Regions from separate parts of the Nothobranchius furzeri genome. Here region 1 is linked to region 2. Evidence: chromatin contacts called from public Micro-C data. All regions are on one chromosome and are shown on one strand. Each heading gives the region's core, a stretch centred on a gene start, on an enhancer-like site or on the middle of the called end of the contact. The rest is flanking DNA. Distances are from core to core; before and after follow the strand shown.

The links. Hi-C and Micro-C count contacts between places; a contact is called where the count stands out from the background.
Region 1: a Micro-C map of tail fin shows a contact between it and region 2, with 5 times the contacts expected there. The contact joins the promoter of igf1ra here to the enhancer-like site in region 2. A contact is called at or near these places in 2 of 2 Hi-C or Micro-C datasets (skeletal muscle and tail fin).

Annotation. Positions count from the first base shown.
Region 1 is chr4:70,333,502-70,336,573 of NfurGRZ-RIMD1, forward strand. It overlaps igf1ra (insulin-like growth factor 1a receptor), which reads right to left and starts at 1,497. Exons shown (of 21, transcript NM_001323792.1): 1 at 1,334-1,497. The coding sequence starts at 1,439. It overlaps LOC107388827 (high-affinity choline transporter 1), which reads right to left. Exons shown (of 9, transcript XM_054733107.2): 9 at 2,877-3,072.
Region 2 is chr4:70,244,029-70,247,127 of NfurGRZ-RIMD1, forward strand. igf1ra (insulin-like growth factor 1a receptor) reads right to left here. Exons shown (of 21, transcript NM_001323792.1): 21 at 1-232. Among protein-coding and RNA genes, the nearest start is that of pgpep1l, 36 kb to the left of the region's middle. Within about 2 kb of position 1,608, at least 1 of the 3 cell types and tissues checked has an H3K27ac peak or open chromatin away from gene starts, as enhancers often do. A contact at or near this core is called in tail fin, where this site is marked.

The sequences.
Region 1 (3,072 bases), core at 247-2,746, 89 kb after region 2:
TCCTAGGGGCAAAGCAGATCCTGATACTTTCCACAGTTTTTATCACTGAATTCTTTGTTGGTGAAGGCCCTGTGTGTTATCCAGTGCCGATCTGCATCAATTCAGTCCTCTGCGTGTTCAGTAGTCTTTGACTGATCTCAGAAGGGTTTAAATAACACATCTGAGGTCAGATCGCTGGTCAGCAGGAATAAGTAAATATTTCCATCTATTTGAATGCTAATAAGGGTCAGTCTGCATGCCTTCTTCCCATGCCTGAGTGGAAAAAAGTATCAGGAAAACACAAGAATGCAAACTATTCAATTCAGTAAAACTGAAAACTACATTAATTTTGAGATTTTTTATTGTGTCCCCAAACAGTTCAGGTGCTCCTTCCATTCAATGTGTCAATTATTAAGTTTTCACAGGAAGTCTGATTAATCTTCAACCATGAGGATAAACTGATGTTAATCACTGAACAGAAAGGAGCTGCTGTTATTGACTCGAACAGCTGACAGAACAACAGTTAACAAAAACGTACCTGTGCATTTAAATGAATTAAAATAAACTAAATTCACAAAATGGGTAAAACGTATATTTGCAGTTTACAGCCCTACAGGATAATACACGTTCAGTACTGTGTCATACAAAAGTTAAAGACTATATTTTTGTACCTGTCATTTTAAAATCACAGATGTGATAAAAACTCCGGAATTTGTATAATAAACTGATAGAAATGATAGATTTAACACGTTTTATGTGATATTTGTGATTATTTTAAATCTCTGCTCGTTTCTGATCCACTGTGTGTGAGTTTAATGTGTTAAAAAGAGCAGAGGATTGTCTGAATTTGGCTGTTCATGCGCAGCGAGGCCACACTACAAAATGCAAAATGGCCACATGGTCGTAGTAACCTTCAGCTCCGCTCTCTGGATTCATCCTCTGCCTCATGGCGACTTTAAAATAAATAAATGGGAGAGCTACGATTTAAAAGATCCTCCTGTGTGCTGGGATAAAAAGGGGTTTATCTGCTAAATAACATGTGGACGATTTAGTGGCTTTTGTCCATTTTAACGCACCACATGGTCCTCTTTGAATATAAAATGACTTAATAAAAAGTCTATTTTTAATTTTGTTTGATCATCAGATTCAAAACTAATCCCTAATGTTGAATACTATTATTAATTATTTGACATACAACCTTTTAACTGGTTTGTTTTTCTCCACCAGCCGGGAGGAGGATTCTGAAGAGGTTAAACCAGGTAACCAAACGCGCGCCCCCTTCTTCTGTTTTCCAGGCCTCATTCTGATAAAGCAATAAATTCTGGCATTAAAACAAAACATAATGAATACTTACTCTCTCCATATATGGAGCTTATGTGGATAGTGGAGATAGACAGCAGCAAACCCCAAAACAAGGTCAGGCTACCCATGGATGGTCCTGATCTCTCGTTCCAGATCATTATTTTCCTCTCAAAAAAGAAAATAAAAAGAAAAATGTGGGTATCAAACGAAAACTAAAGAAAAATGTTGTACACATCCACTTCTGTAAAAAGAAGGAACATGATAAATGCATGTAGCCTAAAAAAGGGAGGGGGTTCTCTTTGGCAGTCTGTGTATCGCGTTAAAATATAAATAAATGCGCACAAGTGATAAAAAATGGGAGTTTTCTTTAATTACTTAAAATGTCTGCTATTTTTGCCAATCACTGTGCACTTTGGCTGGTGTGGCACGCAGGCCAGTGTTTCTCCTGGATAAATGATGGTAATCCCCATCTTCATTCTCCATCTCCTGAAAACAGCAGTGCGCGTCCAGGGCAGGCGGTAACGGTACAAATATGTTGCCTGGATGCTTTTATCAGCTGCCTTTAGAAGAATTAAAGCCACAGCCTTTCACAGGAGTCCCCCTGTGAGAATGGATGGGGATGATGGGGATGATGAGGAGGAGGAGGAGGGGGGCAAAAAAACACGTCCAGATCCACAGGGGTGGTGGCTGGGTGGCTGGGAAATGAATGAAAAACCTTCCTTTTTGTCCTTCTTTGTGCCACTAGGCTAAAACGGGGTTTAGGGGTGTAAGGAAGCCGTGTTGTAGTTGTTTTAAACCAATTTCTCAGCTCCTCCGCTCGGACGTATCCCTGCCGGATTTGCAGCTGAAAGAAAATACCAGACTTGTGCCACGCAGGAGAATGGGTCTCCAGCTAGACGACCTCGGCTGGGGTGGGAGGGAGAAGTGTGTCCACGCAGTTGCCCTTAAGAGTGTTTCTTGTCTTTCTTCGCTTTTATCCCCACGTAAACGAGAAAATAAAAGAAAGATGAAGTACAATCTTGTATAAATCCAGAGGATGAAATCACGCGGCTCGCCCTCGGTAAACGCAGGCTGCGGGTCTCTCTCGCTCTCTCTCTCTCTCCTCTAAACAAGAGTCAGCGTCTCACACAAAAACACATAGCTCCACGGATAAGGTGGCCGCGAGCAGCACGGAAAAACCGGACTGGATTTACGCACGGTGGAGGAACACGGCATCCCGGAGCGCTCAAATCCCGGGAGCACCGACGATCTGCAGGGGCGTTAATGGCTGATAAAACACCGGGGGCCAAGCCCAACTTAAGGGCAAATTTATCGATTTCAAATTAATTCATTGCTGAAATTGATTTCATTGATTTTGATCAGTTGTATTAGTATATAGAAATGAAATAAATATTAAAAACATATCCTTAAAGGTATGGTGGGTAATTATTCTTAATTTCAGGAAAGAACCACCCATGTTTTGAAAATAATGCACTTGAGAGAGAACACCCAATTATCCTCGAGCAACCTCTGTTTACAAGTAGCTTCCAGCCTGGCAGCTAACTTCTTCTAGCAGTAATCTGAAATGAATTTCTCCAAATAGAATGCCAAACTTTAGCTTACCTGTTGAGCAGATAAATGGCGAGAGAGGCGTGTGTGGGAAGGCCAACATTCCCTTTACGCATGAGCAGGAAGTGAAAACTATCCAGCAACAAGCACGTACAACGATGGACTTGTGTGAAGGGTTGACCAGAATGATTGACATTTATGCAAACATATGGTTCAGACGATGTACTCGGGAGAAAAAGATCC
Region 2 (3,099 bases), core at 358-2,857:
AGCAGAAGAAGAAGACGGCTGCCTCGTAGATACTGAGTCCAGTGGAATGTTCTCCATGTTCTCCACCTCCATGTCCAGCTCCTCTGTGTCCGGTGGCTTGTTCTCCTCGCTGAAGAAGAAACTTACTTCCCTGAAATGGGGATCCAGATCGTCTTTGATGCTGCTGATGATCTCCAGGAAGGTTGGACGCATCTTAGGGTTGTACTGCCAGCACATCCTCATTAGCTCAAACCTGGAAGCAACGCATAAAGTGTAAACCTAAAAGTAACTTATCACATGTGTAATTAGAGAACACTGGAACACTCAAAGCATTATATTAGATTAAAATTCTAATTTTCTCCACTCTTTCTTGACATAATCATCCTGCAGAGAGGTTAATCCATCACATCCATGATAAGCAAGAGGAGCATTTCCTGTTTTTACCAGCAGGTGGCAGAAGAAGCTGCAGTTCGTGTTGGTTTTTGTACCTGTTGACACCGAAACATAGTTTTCTTTTGCATATGGGTCTTAAAAACAGTCTAAAGAGATTTTAAAAATGTAAAAAATTACATTTCAATTTGTTTTCCTGTTTTAATTTTCAACAATTGTCTAAAATATCCTCATCGCTTGTTTAACTCACATTTTTTATATATTTGCAGTTGTCTCCAGCAGGTATGAAGGCAAGTAACTTGTTCTCTGGGGGAAAAAAAGCTCTGGTGCGCTTGTTTTAGGGCGGGCCATTTAGGTTATGGAGTCACATTTCATGATATTTTGACATCTCCCCTCTGATTAGATAAAAGCAAAGCGACTCTACTGTTAGGCTCTACCTGCCGAGATGTTCTCTGATGTTTCCTGAGTGCTAAACCAACAACAGCCTTCCCCGTCGCGAGTCAAGATGGGTGAGTCCACGAGTGACCGTGTGATGTAGATCTGTCAGGATTTTCAAATCCTAGAGTCTTACCATTTATTTTCTATCAGAAGCTAATGCAGGAGATAGGTGTAGGAGACTGTTTTCATGTTCAGCCTGCATAAAAAAACCGAGTGACTGATTATAATCAGAAACAAACAAAAAGTTTTGCCAATGAAGTTGACCTTTATTATTTGAGTGCAATTCATAATTTCTGTTTTTTGTTCTGATGTGAAGTTAAATCCAGTAACAATTTGACAAAAAATAAAAAAATAAAAAACAAAGACAATAATGATTTTGGGATGTTGTTAATTTAGACTTTGATGGCATCTGATCTGATCAGTTGATGTGGAATTCTGATGGTTTTGTACCCCGTTGCGATACAAACGGTTAGATCAGTACCACAGCGTGTACTCAGCAGAGCAGTAAATCACACTCAGGTTACTGTGCCAGGCCAGCAGCCGAGCTTTGGGAATGTCAAAACAACGCCATAAAAAGGGAGAATTATTACATTTTTCTGTGGTACGGCGCCACATCCCGCAACTTCAATTATACACAAACAAGCTAAGAATACTCTCTAAGGCTCGCTGACATAAACACCTCGGCTAGCTCGCTGGGTTACAGCTTTCCCCTCCGTCTGGTTTTTTGCCCCCACCCTCTCTCACCTCTCTCCTCCCTGCTTTCTCCTTCCTACCCTGAAACACTTCTGCAGCTAGATGCCAGTTTTCTCCACTCTGAGGAATTCAGTGTAGAACTTGCGTAATCACGGGCCTTGCTACAGAATATAATGTAGTACAGAGATTTTTTTGTTTTCTTTTGTTTTTGCCACTTCAGAGTTGGAGGAAGTGTCTCAGAGTTGACTTACATTTGTTGAGCTGTGCTGACACACCACAGTAACCTGTTGATGAAGATTTAGCAAACAAGGCAGGAAATCCAGATTTATGTCATGAAACACGTGGCTATTAATTTAAATCACTTCTTTTTTTTTTTTGGTAAAAATCATATTTGCCTTCTTATCTTATAAATAGCCTTTTTAAATAACTCAGTTTGCAGCTAAAATAGTTTTTAGTGCATGAAGCCACATCCAAATCCAATTTCTGTTGTCTGAAACCAGCTCCCATTGCTTAAATATCAGTGGTTCATTCATGCAAATGTTATTTTTTAAAGCTGCACACCACAGTTGGTTATTTAGGTTATTTAGGAAGAAATAAAGAAAATGTTGTCATAAACGTTATAAAAATATCAGAAAACTAAGAAATTTCTCTAAAAGAATCAGAAAAGTAGATAATTAAAAATGTGCATCTAGTCCACATTTACTTAACAGAGAACAACATGTACATTTTAGTTTATATGATATAAAAAGGCTGATTCTTATACTGTCGTTTTTATTATTGTTTTAGTGGAATTTATTACAATAAACTCCGTCGCTACGGATCGACTGAGCCGATACTTCGTCCAGTTTCTGTTTATTTCTCCTGTTTATCTCTTCGTTTAGCTGTTTATTTATTGATTTATTTTTGCTGGTTTTAAATTTCAGCTGCGACTCAAAAACGCAGCGCCGGTGGTGCAGATTTAAAACTTTAACGGGTGAGATGGTAAGCGTTTCGAGCAAATGTGTGGTGACGTTGTGTTAAAACATGAGCTATAGGCTGCGGTGCCAAATGTTTCACAGAAGAAAGAGGCTGCAAATATTTGATAAAATTAGAAACAGACTCGAGTTCAGGCCAAGTGTGAGTGCAGAGCCGTCTCTGAATATCGATGCTGTAACGTTTAATGAATTTAACTGGTTCTATCCATCTTAACACAAGCAAGTATGTCCAGATCTGCAAACTAGAAAAACCTAACCAGTGACTCACATCCACGTGAGATGGAGAGTACGAGGAGGAGATGTGCTATCTAACCCTCATTGACTTTGTGTTTCCCACAGTTTGTCCGTTTTTAAGTGTCTGGCTTTAATACTCTAAAAAAGGCAGTTTTCTGTGAATCTCCACAGGCGACCATCACTGGCACAGCCGCTCAAATGGCTAAGCCCCCGCGCCTCCACCACCTCTGTAACACAATCCACACACTCCTGTAATCAGGACAAAACTGTCAGGCTGCCATAGAAACCCGAGGTTTGTGTCTGCACAACAATCGGCCCTATTTTTCGTTCTCCTCGCGCTCCGTCTAAGGTGAGGTCAGCCATGTAGAGTGGGAGGGGGGACTGCAGGATG